Regions from separate parts of the Mus musculus genome. Here region 2 is linked to region 1. Evidence: chromatin contacts called from public HiChIP or PLAC-seq data. All regions are on one chromosome and are shown on one strand. Each heading gives the region's core, a stretch centred on a gene start, on an enhancer-like site or on the middle of the called end of the contact. The rest is flanking DNA. Distances are from core to core; before and after follow the strand shown.

Region 1 (3,315 bases), core at 489-2,988:
ATCAGCTTCCAGCATAATCATTTACATACTCAGTTACGCAGGATAATTTTTAGTGACAAATAGCACAGACCCAGTTGACAATAATTTGTGCTAGCTGACCCCGCCCTGGCAGACTCTGAGGAAGACGTGACGGTTTCATCCTCTTACAACTGCTCTGCTTTCTCTCACAGCTCTACATCTCCTGACAATTGCAATCTCACTTTCCCTGACTCCATACTTCACCTTCCTGTCTGTCCCCAGCACAGCCGGACCTTACCCTCCACCCTTGTCCGCTTACCTCAGTGTCTCTATGGTCAGAACAGCCAACCACAACAAGGCTTCCACTGGCAGGAAACAGTCTTCACACTCTTGGGATTTCCTATTATGTGATGTGCAACCTTTTCCAGAAACAATCGAACCTAAAAATAGAAACCGCCTGGATCCACCTTCATCTCAATACAATGACTCCGTGGCCGCTGTAACTGGCCTTGAAGCAGTGCCAGGCACTTTGAAATCCCGAGGCTCATCGGTGTGAATGAAGGAAGCGCTTCCAGGGACTCCCAAGCGAGGGGAGGCTGCTGTTTACTTATTCCCTAGTCTTTGTTATTTTGTTGGCCTTTGCCAGGAAAGCCTGGGTAGGAGGAAGGAAAGCAAGAAGGGGATCAGAGGGGTGCAGGAGATTAGCAAGCAGAATTGGTGACCCTGGGGGAAGAGACTAATTCCCAGAGGAATTAGGTGAGTTTTTGAAGGATGGGGTTGAACTGGAGAAGAGAGGGAAAGAGAAGCAGGTTGAAACTGGATTTTCAGCGGCCCACGTAGTTGGAGTGACTGGGCCTTCACAGCTGGATCATGGCTTCTGGAAATGGAGCAGGGAGGAGAATCAGTCCGTCTTCAAGTCACTACCAGGGTCAGCAGTTACTGTTTCTCTCTCACCATCCCCTGAGAAGTTCCCATTCTCTTCTGTGTGGAGGAGGAGACAGAGGAAGGGACAAAAACCTGGAGAGGGCAGAAGCACCTGCCCACCCATGTGAGACAAGACAAAAAGCAGAAGTTAATCAGCGTGCACCGGCCCCTCCATAAAGATCCCACCCCACTGGAGTGTGTGACCAACCTGGGAGAGAAACTGGGAGTTCTCAACAATGATGCTAAGAGCCATGACCTTGAAATTCAAAAGCAAATAGAGAAGAGATGAAGACCCAGGAGACCCGAGCTTGAAGTTATCCCAGGAGAAACAAGCTGAATATAAGGTCTTCCCAGACTCAGCTCAGAGTCAAACAGCCTGTCTTCTAACCCCATTTCCTCCCATCACCAGCTGGGAGACTTGGAAGTCGTCTTTCCTTTCCCTGAGCGGATACCCATTTCATTAGGTTCATTAGGTGAGGGTGACATGAGGTGGGAGCAAACAGCTCTATCTCCATACACCCCGTTAAGGGGCTTTGTGGGCAGAACCAAGACTCACCCAGAAAGATGTGGTCGGTAGAAAATAGCTTTTACACGAATCTAGGCCTGGATGGAGAAAGAAGACATGTTAAAAAACAAACAAACAGACAAACAAAAAAACAAAACAAAAAACCCAAACAAACAAAAACAACTGGCAACAGGGAAGGAGCCTGGTGCTTGTATACACGGTGCCTGGGGTACTCAAGAGGACGTGGGAAAGTTCTCCCCGTACAAGCATCCAGCAAATACAGGGAGATCAATAAAACCAAATTACCACCGTTTTGCAGCCTCCAAAGAAACAATGAAAGTTAACAGTGACCGTTATATCAGTTACTAATTTACTGCCTTTAAACCCTAAGTCCACCGTTTCAGTGCTCTGGGGTCATTCATTGAAGGAATTCGAAACACTTCTCCTTCCCAACGCGCATGATTTGACGCTTCATCAGTAGAGGGCGCTAAAGAGACACTACAGGAACAAGGGGCTTTTCACTTGGTTTTACTCCTGGTGTCTGACCTCCAGCAGTGCACATGTAGGCTCATCAGCCAGGCCATGTGCCATCAAGATCGCTACAGTGTACAGTCCTTCTCCCGGATCCTCTGCCTGGACTCAGAGACCCCTTGCCTTCACCCTTGTAACGTACCAGTTTTACACAGACCTCCTGACCACTTTCCATCTACAGCTGGCTGACAAGGCAGCAGGACTTTGTTTCTTAAAGCCCTCCAAGTGTGAATGCTTCACACGAGTCCTTACACTTCCTATTTGTGTATGGTAGGTAAACAGCCATAGCCTCAGCTCGCCTGTACCTTTTGCATCCTTCCCTTCTTGCATGGCAAGTATGAACATGCACCTACCAGATAGCCTAGTGTCCCCAGCTACTGGCTATTGTGCCTCACTCAAGCTTTTGCCTTCAACAATGTCAAAAGTCCGGCCTTAGGGAGAGCCCCTATTTCAGGGTTGTTTTTCTTTGCTATTCTCCCTCAGATATAGGGTGCCCTTCAGAAGCAACTTTACACCTCCACAGCTATTATTTTAATAATTCTGTATATTAAACTTCCGTTATTTTAAATTACTATATAATTTTCTGTTTCCCAAAGTAGGCCCAATGACATGGGTGGGGGGTGCGTGGTAACGTCATGGAGAGACAGGAAAATCATGTGGCCTTGCTGGAGGTCTAAAACATAGCAGTTCAAGTGTTCTGGACAAAATATCAAGCCTGATTCTTGTCCAGCCTTGGATCTGACCAAACGTTTGAGAGGAAAGGAACGCGTTAAATGACACCATCAGATACAGCCACCAGATCAAGGCTCAAGAAAACCTCATGAGAAGAACAATCAGAATTCTCCAGTGTGACAGAGGAGAGAATCTGCCTGCCATCTGTCTGTCTGTCCATCCATCTATTCATCTATCTACCCATCATTCGTCTGTCTATGGCTTTTTATCCAATTAGAATTAAAGACTCCATTGCACACTGATTCTGGTAAAAAAAAAATGGAGGCAAATGAATTTAACTGTCTGGATATTTGATAATATTAATTATCTTTTTTAAAAAAAATAAGAGTTAATGAAGGAAATATTTGTTGATATTATAAAAATTCTTTTTATGTTTATGTGTGAATGGTACATGGGAATTTTCTTCAAAATAATAGTTGTATGAGATACAAGTGGATGGGAGTCTGTACTGTCCAGGACTCAATAATACTGAAGCTAAGTGATGAATACATGTGTTATTAAGACCATTTTTTTTTCCACTTGAGGTAGAGTCTTACTGTATAATCCAAGCTGGCTCCCTGTGTGGCCCAATCTACGTCAGTCTTCTGAGCACTAGAATTTTATAGGTACCACCATTTTTAGCGTCATTTTTTAAAAAAAGTCTGCAAACTGTTAGAGAAAAGGCA
Region 2 (3,636 bases), core at 1,133-3,632, 40 kb after region 1:
TAAAGGAAGTGTATTCTCTGTCCTCATGAAAACTACATGATCTTCAACAAGCCAGAAAAGACTAAGTGGTCACATTTAGGTAGAATACCCTTCCCTGGATGTCCATAGGGTGACAACAGCAAGAACAAAATCAATAAGGAAGCAGGAGCAGGCAGAAGAGCTGACACTTAGCAGCACAGCAGTAACAATTACCCATTAAGAGAAACCTATGTTCTTTTGGTTAAGAGGATGAAATCTCCAGCCTGGGTGAAGATCTGACATTACATACCACCCCAAACCATAAACAAACAAGCTAGTCCAGTCAGGCCAGCTAATCATCTAGCCAAAGGACCACCTCTCAGGAAGGAAGGACCATCCCTTTGAGGTCCAAGGATCATTTCACCTTAGTCTATGCTAAAGAAATAGGCAGAATAATCATTCCTCTCAGTGAGAAACTAGACTTATACTTCTCAGAATTCATGCCCTGTAGCACAGTTCCTAGAAGCCATCACTCTCTCTCTCTTCCATTTTCTTCCTCCAGGCAGCTGCTGAGATTTACAGTGTGCCTACCTTGGGATATTCTTTTAAACTCTAATGAACTTGTCCTCTTTGAATAGGCTTTGGCTTTGCTTGACTTTCAAACTCTTCCTGGCTCTTAACTCTTTAATCAAACACACACACACACACACATATAATGAGAAACTGGACATTTCTATTACTGTATATTAATTATACAAGATAATGGGTATCATGACTTTCATATGTGTCTACAATATACGTTAATAATATTTCACCCCATCACCCTTTCTTGTCCTCTTCCCTCTCTGCCCTTATTCCCCAACCCCACCAACTAGTTATGCTCCTAACTGCATGTTTCCGTAAAAACAAAAAACAAGAAACAAAAACCAGAAAGAATCTAGGTTCTGCACATGAAATAAAACATACATTATTTATACAAAAAGTACTTTTCCTTCCAGTTCTCAGACTGGGAAATGGATGTTCAGATTAAACTACCAAGATCTCACACAATGAGGAGAATACAACTCTTTAATGGAAAACTGAATGTTGGGATTCAGGATGGGTTGTGATAGACAAGAAATAACAAATAAACACTGCACAGGCCAGATAAGAAAAAAGAAGCATGTGCCAACCGATCAAGCTATTTTTTAGGTGATTAAGATAACAATTTTCTAATTTTCTTTTTTATTTATATTATGTATATGAGTATGCTGTCTTCAGACACATCTGAAGACGGCATCGGATCCCATCACAGATAATTGTGAGCCTCCATGCAGTTGCTGGGATTTGAACTCAGGACCTCTGGGAGAGAAGCAACCAGTGCTCTTAATTGCTGAGCCATCTCTCCTGCCTCTGTCAAACTATGCTTACATTTGATAATCATTCATTGGATTTCAAATGTTAATGCCCCCAATTAGGGAATATGTAGAGAAATGTAGAACAAAAATATTTTTCAATTACTAAGTCCAATAAGGAAGAGGGACAGAGGTGGGAATAATATCTCTAAAGAAAGTTCACAAACTAAGAATAATATATGATGTTCTTATAGCTAAAGGGGACATAATAAAGCCCATCAGGCCCTTACTCTGAGGATAGCGTTAATCCCTTAACAATCAGACTTGGAAGACTAAACCCACAGAATGTCTGCCTTAGATTTAATACAACACGTGCTGTCACTTATTTGCCAAACTGGTATATATGATGAGCAGACAATTAGAACACAGATATGCCCACTAAATGTGTGAATGAATGAATGAATGAGTGAGTGAGTGAATAGATAAACAAATATAATTTTAAAATGTTTAATGGTATTTATATATTGGCTTGTGGAAAAGACAACTATTTTAGCCTCCTGCTTTTGAGGTTTATATGACTTGTTTATTTTTGTTCAGCTCTACCTTCCACAGAGAGTTCATTTAGGACAGGATAAATTATGGCTGAAAGTGGCACAAATAAACGTGAAAACAGACAGTCATGTGACAAGAGAAATCTAGATTTAGAAATTCAACCTGGAGATTAAACTGCTGGAAATATTCTTAATGTATATTTTAGTGGTAAATTGTTGACATTCTTTCCGTGCTTCCCGACCTCAGCTATTCAATCTTCTCGGCTGTGGTTAAGGGAAAAATTCAGGAATAGATAACTTTAGAGAATTAGGGAGACAGTGCTTTGCCTGTGGTTAGGAAAAAAATGAGGAAATGAAGAGAAAGGGGAGAAGGAGGGAAGAAAGAAGACAAAGAAAAGAGAAGGAGAAAGAAGAGTGAGTTTCCGTTGCTTGGGATGAGCTGGTGAGAAGTCAAGGCCCAGAAGGTTCCTAAGAGGCTCCATCTTCTCCTTTGGCTGAGCCAGGGGAACACAGATCTGCAGTCAAGTAGCCCAGGCAACACAGCCTTAGTCATTTTATATAAACTGAAGCAAAGAAAAGCAAACTGCATGAGTGGGTGACGCATTTCTGATCATACTGCAATGTCTCAAAACTAGTAAAATCATCTTCAAATACAGCCTCAAAAGGACTTGTTTATCAGGATGTCACATTTATGGCCCAGATGAATTGCATTCAACTATCAACATTATAAAATTGATATACGGGCACTTAGATTGTGGTTTTTCTATTCAGGCCCCAAACTTAATAATACTACATCCCTTTTGCTTGGGAACTTTGAAACTGAGAGCTTTGGGAACTGTGGACATCATAGTCGCTGAGGAGACAGTTTTGTGTATCTCCTTTTATTTTTCCTTGGGACAAGAGGGTTAATTTTTTTTAATAGAATCTCTTTCGGTTTCCAACATGGCAGTAATCAACTAAAAAGACTTTGCCTGGGCCAGGACCTCTAATAAAATTACGAAGGAATCATTTGAACTGATCCCAGATGGAGAAGCTGTGATTTTTAAAGAACTGAAACTTTAAGATTCTTCAGTAATGTTTTGGTAAACTCATCAGGAAGCGCACATTTGTGAGGCTGGGGGACTGAGGTGAGGCTGACAGCCTCAATCCTGCAGAGGCCTCACTTCCACCCCACCCTGTGGAATCCAAAGAGAGAACCTCTATCAGAGCCAAGACCTGCCTTCAGGGCTGCCCACAGCCCTGTTCTGGGAAAGCCCTATAGAAAACAATCATTTTAAATAGATCATATTCAGTTTTATTAAAAACCAAAACAGCTGGGGCATTGATTTGCAAACTTTGTAATGGCCTTGGTATGTCTGATCGGGCCAAGATATTAAAAAGATATTTAAGGAGATGCAGTGAGTGCCTCCAGCCCAAGCTTTGGCATACTCAAACAGTGTCACGGTGCCTTGAGTAATTGTCTCCCTTTATGTTTCTCTATGCAAAGAAGGGGGGAGGGAACATTTATAACCGGATTTACTGTGACACATGTAGTATAAGGAAAGCCTGTGCCATTTGCCAGCACTCCTGGACAACCCGCCCCCTCCCAGTTGCTCAGCCATGTGTCCTAGGAATGATGTGAGCAGGCATTAAGTTGGTGGTAAAGGATTCTGGGATCTGAATGCTTTAACAGAAATGCCAGAAAGCTCAGGAGCTGTTGGCTTAGGGGAAGAAAGCAGCAGGAAGGTCTGATCAACAGCTAGGTATTCTTAAAGATGCTTTCACCCTGACCATGGAATAGACTGAGGTTGACT

The links. HiChIP or PLAC-seq counts read pairs in DNA pulled down with a chosen protein or histone mark.
Region 2: a contact with region 1 is called in a CTCF HiChIP or PLAC-seq map of the NIH/3T3 cell line, with 21 read pairs. The contact joins the enhancer-like site here to the promoter of 1700007F19Rik in region 1. A contact is called at or near these places in 2 of 15 datasets of contacts at CTCF or cohesin (both in the NIH/3T3 cell line), 18 of 484 Hi-C or Micro-C datasets (the 3T3-L1 cell line, the C2C12 cell line, the HL-1 cell line and 5 more) and 4 of 115 datasets of contacts at active chromatin or transcription factors (astrocytes, embryonic fibroblasts, embryonic stem cells and 1 more).

Annotation. Positions count from the first base shown.
Region 1 is chr3:58,162,069-58,165,383 of GRCm38.p6, forward strand. 1700007F19Rik (RIKEN cDNA 1700007F19 gene) reads right to left here and starts at 1,739. Exons shown (of 6, transcript NR_040538.1): 1 at 1,694-1,739; 2 at 1,439-1,485; 3 at 278-398. Gm40056 (a long non-coding RNA gene) reads left to right here. Exons shown (of 6, transcript XR_003954487.1): 5 at 171-2,188.
Region 2 is chr3:58,200,944-58,204,579 of GRCm38.p6, forward strand. No RefSeq gene overlaps it. Among named protein-coding and RNA genes, the nearest start is that of Gm40057, 9.2 kb to the right of the region's middle. Within about 2 kb of position 2,383, at least 43 of the 459 cell types and tissues checked have an H3K27ac peak or open chromatin away from gene starts, as enhancers often do. A contact at or near this core is called in the C2C12 cell line, the HL-1 cell line, the NIH/3T3 cell line and 2 more, where this site is marked.